Linked DNA regions of Ovis aries: region 1 is linked to region 2. Evidence: chromatin contacts called from public Hi-C data. All regions are on one chromosome and are shown on one strand. The core of a region is the stretch at or near the end of the contact, and the rest is flanking DNA. Distances in the headings are between cores, read along the strand shown.

Region 1 (4,744 bases), core at 895-3,394, 630 kb before region 2:
TAAGGAGAGGTAGAACAGCATATGTGGAAGAACACACGCTTGGGAACTGGACAGGTAGGGTTTAATTCCTGGCGTGGCTATTTACAACCTGTGTAATCTCAGGCCAATTACTTAACCTTTCTGATATGGTTTCCTCAACTGAAAACAGTTTACTGTCATAAAATAGGATCAGCACATGGTAGGTGCTATTTATTCGATACTGATTAAGTCCTAGGCACTGGGGAGGATCACCATCAGCCAGAATAAGTTAGATTATGCTGCTGTAACAAACAGCCGCTAAATCTCCCTGGTTTAACACATATTTAATATTTGCTCACACTACTTTTACAATGCAGGTTACTTGGGCCAGTTCTGCCATCATTACAGAGGCCCAGGCTGGATGAGGGAGGCTCTATCTCTGTACTTCATGGTTGTTGTGATTGCCAACATTGCATTTTCAGGATTGTCAAGACATGGGCATTTACCCATTGGTCCTTCAAAGTTTCCACCTAAAAGCAATGCACATCATTGCTCTCATTCCATTGGTCTAAGTGACATGGCCACATTTAATTTCAAGAGATGGGGTAGTGGATTCCTACCATATTCATGGGCTTCCCTGGTGGCTTAGATGGTAAAGAATCTGCCTGCAATGTTGGAGACCTCAGTTCTATCCCTGGGTTGGGAAGATCCCCTGGAGGAGGGCATGGCAACCCACTCCAGTATTCTTGCCTGGAGAATCCCATGCCCAGAGGGTCACAAAAAGCTGGATATGACTGAGTGACTAAGCACAGCACACCACGTCCCTGGGAAGGGAAAGACCCAGGGTTAACAGTTTTAATTACCACTGTAGACATGATCCGTTTACCTGTAAAACAGATCCAGTAATCTACACTTCAAGAAAACACCGAAGCTCTGTCATTTGACAAATGTCACACAGCCTAGCCACTGGGAAGCCAGGCTCAACCTGCCTGTTATTTATACTGACTCTCTAATCTACATATGCAAAGTCTACAGATTTTGTATAAAAGCAGAATAGTTGCAGGAGGCAGGCAGGGAGACCCTGCAAGGGTGGAGGACACGTATGGTGACTAATGTTACAGGCTATTATTCTGGCACTGCGGAGGGGACTTGCAGGGAGGACGTGCTGTTGCGGGATCCAGGGTAAGGTGATAAGGCATAGACAGGCCTGAAGACAGCAGGAATGCAGAGGGCTGAACCTGAGAGCTGCGGAGTAAGGGCAAGTCCGGCTCACTGGGGAAAAAATGAACCACCAGGCCATCTGCAGAACGCACCAGACATTCCTCACCCCTCACTCTTCCCATCCCAGTCTGGTATACCACACTATTGAAAAAACTCCCGAAGCGCCTTTTTCTCTTGCTTTCTTCCTTATTTTCCCTTGCTGCTTCTTAGAAGGTGGCAGCCTTGCCACCGTCGTAGGCCTTCCTGCCTGACCCTCGCTTGTGGGGGTGGGGTACTGGGTACCATCTCCAGGATCTGGCCATCTCAGTTAATGGAGAAATACAAACGGTCAAGGGGCCAAGCGGCCTGCCTGTCGCCCCTGGCTTAGCCAGTCTCAGGCCCTGCTCCATCCGAGGTCCCTGGTTTGCCCATCTCCAAACACAGCCTTGGCGGGCAGGGTAGGCGCCCAGCTGCATCCAGGCACCTCTAGCGACCCAAATCTCCTCTCCCAGGCGGGAGTCCTGGATAGTGTCGGAGGGCGGCAGTGCGGCGACCGGCCGCAGATTCAGCCTCGGAGCCTCCCTTCCTCCCCGCCTTCGCCTTTCTCCGGCGAGGGCGCGGGGCCGAGGTCAACGCGCCTCTCGGGGTTTTCAGGGGCGCCCAGCTGCCCCGACCCTGGCCCGGGAGAGCAGCCCTTCGCCAGCCGGGATGGGGGTCTGCGAGGCGGGGGCGGCAGCCTGGGCTGAGCGCGAGGGGGTGCGCACCGCCGCGGGGGAGGGCGAGCCGTGACTCACCGCCTGTAACCCAACACCCGCGCGCCTCCCCTCCCCCAGCCTCTCCCCGTCTCCGGCCTGGCGGCCGCGGCGACACCTAAAAGAAAATGAAGGGGCGCCCGAGCCCGCAGCGCCCCCGGCCGGATCGCCAGCGGGCCCCGGGGGCCCCCGGCTCCGAGCGCTCTCGTCTACCCGGCGCCGGGGCTCGGCGAGCCGCCGCCGTCGCCGCAGCCAGGGCGCAAGCAGGAAGGGAGGCCGCGCGGCCGGAGCCGAAGTCCGAGGAGGCGGCGGCGGCGGCGAGCCCGCGGTAGCGGCGGCGGCGGCGGCGGCGGCGGCGGGCGAGCCGGGGGAGGGGGCGCCCGGGCTGGGAACCCCCCCCGTCTCTTTCCCAGCCGAGCGAGGACAAAGCCCCCTGGCCGCCGGCGCGGCCTAGCCGGCGCTGCACAAAGGGCGAGTCGCGACACGCTTCCATCCCCCTCCCAGTTCGGGGTGGCCCCAGGCCCGGGAGGCGGGCGGGAGTTGGGGGGGAGCCCCGGCCGCGCCGCCCCTCGCCCCCCTCCCCGGGGGCCGGCCCGCGCGCCGCCCCCGCCCCCGCGCCCGCCCAGTCTGCGCGTCCTCCCGGGGAGGGGTCTGGGGGCGCGGCGCCCCACATAACACTCCCCCTCCTGCGCTCGGGGCCACCCCTCTCCCCTCCCTCCTGCGAACACCACCGCCTCCCCTGCCACCGCCGCCACCTCGCCCGACGCGCCGCAGCTCGCCGCGGCCGGTGGGCGGTGCGCGGATCGTGCGCGCCCGGGGCGCCAGATGTGCAGTCCCCGCCGCCGCCAGTGACCCAGCCGCAGCCCCGGCGGGAGCCGGCCGCCTTCCCGATGCTGCGGGGGCGACCGTGAGCGCGCCCAGCTTTCTCTCGGCTGGGACCCCGACACCGCGAGCGCCGTGCTCGGTCCTGCCCTCTCCGGCCCTGCTCGCCCCGCATTCGGACATGGAGGGGGCCGCTGCGCCCGCGGCCGGCCCGGACTTGGGGCCGGGGGCGCCGGGCTCTCCGCCGGAGGCGGGTGCGATCGCAGCCCCCTCGGCGGCGGGCCCGGAGCCCAGGAAGCCGCACGGTGTGAAGCGGCATCACCACAAACACAACCTGAAGCACCGCTACGAGCTGCAGGAGACCCTGGGCAAAGGCACCTACGGCAAAGTCAAGCGGGCCACCGAGAGGTTTTCGGGCCGAGTGGTGAGTTGGGGGGAAACCCGGCGGGCTCGGTCTAGACGCGGCTGGGGACGCAGCGCTCACGCGACGGGGTTTGGGGCGCAGAGGGGGGTCTCTGGTCCGAGAGGGGGCTTCTCCGGAACCCCTAGACAGATTCCTCACTCTCACCACCGCCCCCCACCCCCGGCTCCAGCCCCCCGTGGCTCAGGCGTGTCTTTCTCCCGAAACACTTGTTACATCCTGTCTGCGCATATTTTGGGGGTTTTGATCCCGGCAGCAAAGTAGTGTTTATGATTTGCAAACACTTTGCACCATCGGGACCGTTGGGGTCTCCCTCTCGGGCACGCATTCATGCCCTGGAATGCCTTATTGCTGTAACTCCACACAGAGCCACATCCGCAGTTCGGAGCTGGTTCGCCTCGTCCCGTATCCTATAGATGAATGAGCCCCCCCGCCCCCCCCCCCCCCTCCCCTGCATCCTTCCAGTCCCTGTCGCCGCGGTGCTGAGGTCGCTGCAAGGGAGGACGGACTCCTGCCTGTTTTGAAGAGAGAAGGTTAGGGAATAGAAGTGAAGGTTCAACCCTCATGCCTGAGGGTTGTGACAGTTTGCTGCTGGTTTCTGGGAGGACTGAAATGCCTAGGGCATGATTAGCCACCCTGAGTTGCAGATTCAATTGCTTTTCAGGCCCCGGCTGCAAGACTGCTGTATTGTGTAAGGGGTCTGACCTAGCCGCCCCACTCTGTGACAGCTGTAACCCTGCCAGGGTCCTAAGGCCGTTTATTCAACCCCAAGTAACATCTTGAGTGCTTTGGAGTCTTTGCATTGTCCCGACCTTGGCTTGTTGTCATTTTCCTTTCTGCAGAACAGGCCCTTGTAATCCACGCTGCTTGTGGCTAGAGGGTTGGGTTCAAAGTGACTGACTATTGCAGAAAGATTTTGTGTGGTGTGTGGCAGAAAATTAACATGGTTCTTTGATTTTCAGCATATCAGATGGATTTTAATCGATTGAGGGCCAAAGTCAGGAAGTAATTATGGAACTCCTTGTGGACACTTTTGAGGGGTGTTTGGGGGCCCAGGGTTGCTTATAAACTTAACAAATGATCACAGGGGAAAAGCAAAATGGGCTGCTGAATAAGTAAGTGGTGGGTTGATGTCAGTGTTTTTCTTTTGCACCTGTGCAGTGACAGTTCTGTGGACAAAACCTGGCACCAATTAGAAAGTTCAGCCAGCTCAGTTCTCAAATATTGGTTTATCTGGATGATTCCTTCATTCTAGGCTTCACTCTTTGGGTTGATACAGCTTTATCCCAAATCCTAAAAATTAAAGTCCATTATCGATTAACTGGAAATTTGAGAGAATGTACATAGTATTTTAAAGCTGTCTCCTATCTACAAAATCTATAGCAAGTAGTCGAGAGGGCCGGTGCCATTTTTGTAGATTGAAAATTTTCGAGAGGAGATGCAAAAATGTCCTTTGAGGAGCACACTTGAAGGTCTGTGGAAGAGGAGGCTGAGAAACGTGCGCTTCATTCATGCTTTTTGTCTGAGGTGATATTCCCCAGGCTGGATGTTGAATAAGCAAAACCTAAGCCTAGCTCCTTGCTCATGTTGT
Region 2 (4,597 bases), core at 379-2,878:
TGTTGGGATTGAGTGAGATGAAGCCAATGAAGAAGAGACGTCAATGCACAGTAAGTGATTATCACGTTTTCACCCGATCTTTGTTCTAGCCCCGGGAGGTGGATCAGCAGGCTCGTTTTATGCCCACTTTACAGGAAACGGAGACTCGTTGAACAGAGTGACTGGAGTGACTCTTCAGTGAAACATGGCAAGGTGATTCTGTTCCTCCTGGCCCGTTTTCTCCGTTTCTCTGCCTCTCTCTGTGACCAGGAGGCCACACACTGGACTTCATCCTTTGGACCCCTCAACCTCTGGCTTCCAGCTGGGGTCAGCCAAGAGAAGGCATGGGCAGCAAGAGAGAGAAGGGTTGTGTGACCAACCCCCCACTTCCTGAGACGGGATAATTTTAACAGTGGCTGCATTTCTCTGTTGGAGTCACAACTCCTTTCCAACCACTTTAATTTTTTTAAAAAAATTGGATTTTCCCAGCTTTTATTAAAAATCTAGGATTCTGAGAAAGAGGGAAGGAAATGGTGAGAGTTTGCTGAGACCCCAGGACTCTTTCCAAGGGCCAGTCTGCCCTGATCCTGTATCATAGCTACAGCACTCAAGCCCTTGACTTGCCCATCAGCAAAGGCTACGGCTTCTGGCTCTTGCTGATCCCAGGGCATTTCTCAACCCTGCCCACACCTCCATCAATCTCAGCAGGAGTCTCAGACCTTCAGGATCTAATGCCTGATGATCTGATGTGGAATTAATGTAATAATAATAGGAATAAAGTGTACAATAAATGTAATGTGCTTGAATCTTCTCAAAACCATCCTTTCTCCCAAGATCTGTGGAAAAATCTCCCATGCAACCAGTCTCTGGTGCTAAAAATGTTGGAGACCACTGCTTTACATCATCTTCATTATACCCTCTTCAGTGAACCTCTTTGAGGTACCATTCTTTTGCTTGCTGGGACTTGAACCCGAAGAGTTTAGCAACTAATAAAGGGCAGGGCAGGGGGAGGGTGGGAAATAAAATCCTTATGGAGCAAATGCCATTTTCTGGGCCCAAATGACCCTTTTCATTCATGACCCTCAAGAGAAGGTGGTGAGGCGGGTAGAATTATGATTCCCATTTCACAGATGAACAAACTGAGGCTCAGTCATACCACATGGTCCAAAATCCAGGTCAGTTAGAATTGACAGCCCATTTTCTCGCCCCTTTCCCACAAAGACCACACTGTTCTCTAGCCTGACTTGCCTTTACTGTAGATAACTGTTGGGACCACCGTCCTCCAACCTGGCCCTGGGCATGTCAGGAAACCCGGGACACCCTGCCTGTGGCTAGGGTGTAGCATCTTTGTGGCCAGTGAGCATTCCATGAATGGAAACAGCCTTTCCCTTCTGTGAGGAAAGGCAGGATTTCATGTGAATGTGTGATGGCTGGCAGAGGGCCAAGAATAAGAGCAGGAAATGGAAGCCCAAGTGAGATAACTGCCACGAACATTGAGGGGAGGGGGCAGGATAAACAGAGGACTTTCAATTTTGCAAAGCATTGGAGAGCTCGTTGGATTAAGGAACAACCCCTGGGGAGAACCCAGGGAATATTAGGAAAAGGGGGAGACGGCCTTGGCAGGCAGCAGGGACTAAGTGCTGGTGGAGCAATTAAAGGGCGGGGTGAATGACTGGGAAACCACAGAATAATGCAAAACCCAAAAGCAGGCATCTGAAATGTGCAGAAGGAAAAAAAATCAATTATAAGGCAAAACATAACCAACCGGAGTTTATGCTTAGTAGCTGAAAATATTCAAAACAACATTTTGAAATGAGAAACACATGGAATAAAAAGCAACTGTCATTTGATTTAGCAGCTTAAGAAATGTAGCTTCTCCCCGCAAGGGTTTGGAAGAGGGACTAGTCAAAAAGACAGAATTCAGAACTCTAAATAAAGATGTGAGGCTGAATGGGTCCAGAGGGGTTGCCCAACACTTGACAATTATGAATAAAATCAGAAATACCAGATTTCACAAAGTTTATTAGAATATACAAATTTTCTTTCTCCTTACCTCTATAGCAGTCTGCAACATACCCATTATAAAATAATGTCCAGCTATTTAACACCTATGTTGCAGACACTTTACATACATTATCCCTAATTCTCCCCACAACCCTACAAGTAGTAGTATTGTCCCATTACACAGATTTGGGAACTGAGGCACAGAGTGTTTGAATAACTTGGCCCAGGTCACATGAAAGGTTGCTAGAGGTTGAAGAAAGAAGAAAATCCAGATCATTTTCTCCTGGTACATTCCATTACCACATGGAGAATCCCAAAACCTAGGTTTTCTAGATGGTCCAAATCTCTGTTTTCAGAAGGAAAAATCAAGGAATAGAGAGGAGACAAACATATTTATGGAAATGGCAGCCCCAGAATTTGAGTGGAGATCTATGGGGTCTGGGAAGTGAAATCTTAAGATCACTGAGCCCAACGCCTCTATTTTATGCCAAGGTGATCCCTCCAAGAGCTTGAAGCAGGGGCAAGAGGAAAGTTCATTTCTCACACATGGTAGTACATCCTACTATCCATGTATTCATTTAACAAATATTTTCAAGTGGCAGCAAGTGTGTGCTATGAAAAATATAAAAATATTTTTCCGATAAGCAACTGGAAGGTGCTTGATTTATGTTTTCTTTTGATTTGATCTTTCTTTTTCATTTGAGCACATTTCCACTTCATTCACTGCATCAGTTCCTCAAATGCTCCTCCAAAAACTGTATTCAATGAACAATCAACAGATTGCTATCTTTAGAACATTTATCATCAAATAGCAGTCCTTGGTTTTTTTCCAATCGTGACTGTGTTTTCTGTTCTGCAACATTGGCAGCTCTGAAAGCAAGCTTTTTTCTTAGCATATATGAATGGTAAAGGCCTCTTCTATTCCCTTGTCTCAGCTGAGAAGGGTAATTGAAAGAGTGCTTTGTAAAGGCTCTGAAAAGCATATGGATTTGGCTAGAGTTTTATTAGAAATCTAGAAACCTGGGAAAGGGAAATAAAACCATATATGTTTGCCAAATCCCAAAACATTTTCCCCATTTGGTCAGATCGAGTGCCAGGTTCCTGCTACCCTAGTCATCAGTAAATTTTTTGCTGTGTAACAAATGACCCCTACAACTTAATGCCTGCAAGTAATAAACACTTATCATTTTCCCTGATCCTGTGGGTCTGCTAGGTGGTTCATGTGGGCCTCTGGCCGGGCCTGGATGGGCTAGGATGTCACATGTCTGGGACTCACTGCGTTGAATAGGGCCTCTCTCCTCTCAGGGGGGCTGGCCTGGGCTTCTCCACATGCCAATGGAAGGGTCCCCAACAGCAAAAGAAGAACAAGCCCCAGTAGGCAAGCACTTTTCAAGACTCTTGTATCACGTGGGATTCTAGTCCCATTGGCCAAAGCTTGTCATGAGGCCAAGCCAAATTCAAGGGGTGGAAAACAGACTCCACTTCTTAATGGGCGTATCTCTAAAAATATTGTGGCCATTTTTTTTTCATATTCCCTCCACTGCTGGGCGTTTTGCTGGCTGAGGTCCCTCAGCTATCAGCCCTCTGAGAAACTGCTCCTTTTTTCCCGAAGAAAACCATCTCACTGAAGGACGATGCTCATTCCCAGGGGCAGCAGCCTGCTGTCGTAACTGGTTGCTGTGGGAACACAAACGTTTAGTCTCTTGCCCACATTTGAGACCCGAAGTCTGACCAGTCATCCCAGCTTCTCAGGTTCTTCAACGGTCAGCTGAGGCCTCTGTGGAAGCTGTTGCTGTTGTTCAGTCACTAAGTCATGTCCAACTCTTTGTGGCCCCGTGGCCTGCAGCACGCCAGGCTTCCCTGTCCTTCGCCATCTCCCCGAGTTTGCTCAGACTCGCATGCATTCAGTCAGTGATGCCATCCAACCATTTCATTTTCTGTCGAACTCCTCTCTCTGCTCAGTCCGGTGCCTTTCTTTCCACCACAGGTGCCCCTCCTGAGCACACCCCCCAGTAGACCTAACACAGTCTAATCTCTGTGCCACTAGCTGCCCCCTGTGGATAGATAATGCCAGGAGTAATCTGGGAAAACAGATGCCAAAATGGACTCTAGGGCTGTATCACCTGCCAGCTGACAGGCAATGAGAACCCCACTACTGTTGATGCTGTGGTGGTTGTTCTTTAGTCTCCAAGTCGTGTCTGACTCTTTGCAACCCCATGGACTATAGCCCACCAGGCTCCTCTGTCCATGGGATTTTCCAGGTAAGAATACTGGAGTGGGTTACTCCAGGATTTCCTTCTCCAGGGGATCTTTCCGACCCAGGGTCGAACCTGTGTCTCCTGCATTGGTAGGCAGCTTCTTTACCACTGAGCTACCTGGGCAGTCCATTACTGTTGATACACAGAGCTAATTCAGCCCCACAGGGGAGATAGCAGTGAAACTGGTCAAACTTCCACCAATGGTGAAATAGAATGGGATACTAGTGGAAGAAATGGTCCTAGAGTGTGTGACATATTGGGCTTTTGCCAAAGATGGAGGAAAGAGTCGTTAGGGACAATGGAATTGAATAGCTGTTATTGGAGAACAATGTATGCTTTGGGGAAAAAAAAGAAAA

What was found. Hi-C and Micro-C count contacts between places; a contact is called where the count stands out from the background.
Region 1: a Hi-C map of skin fibroblasts shows a contact between it and region 2, with 2.5 times the contacts expected there. The contact joins the promoter of NUAK1 here to the enhancer-like site in region 2. A contact is called at or near these places in 6 of 16 Hi-C or Micro-C datasets (hypothalamus, liver, muscle and 2 more).

The regions. Positions count from the first base shown.
Region 1 is chr3:175,151,246-175,155,989 of ARS-UI_Ramb_v3.0, reverse strand. It overlaps NUAK1 (NUAK family kinase 1), which reads left to right and starts at 2,144. Exons shown (of 7, transcript XM_027967685.3): 1 at 2,144-3,156. The coding sequence starts at 2,914.
Region 2 is chr3:174,516,097-174,520,693 of ARS-UI_Ramb_v3.0, reverse strand. No RefSeq gene overlaps it. Among named protein-coding and RNA genes, the nearest start is that of C3H12orf75, 87 kb to the right of the region's middle. Within about 2 kb of position 1,628, at least 2 of the 54 cell types and tissues checked have an H3K27ac peak or open chromatin away from gene starts, as enhancers often do.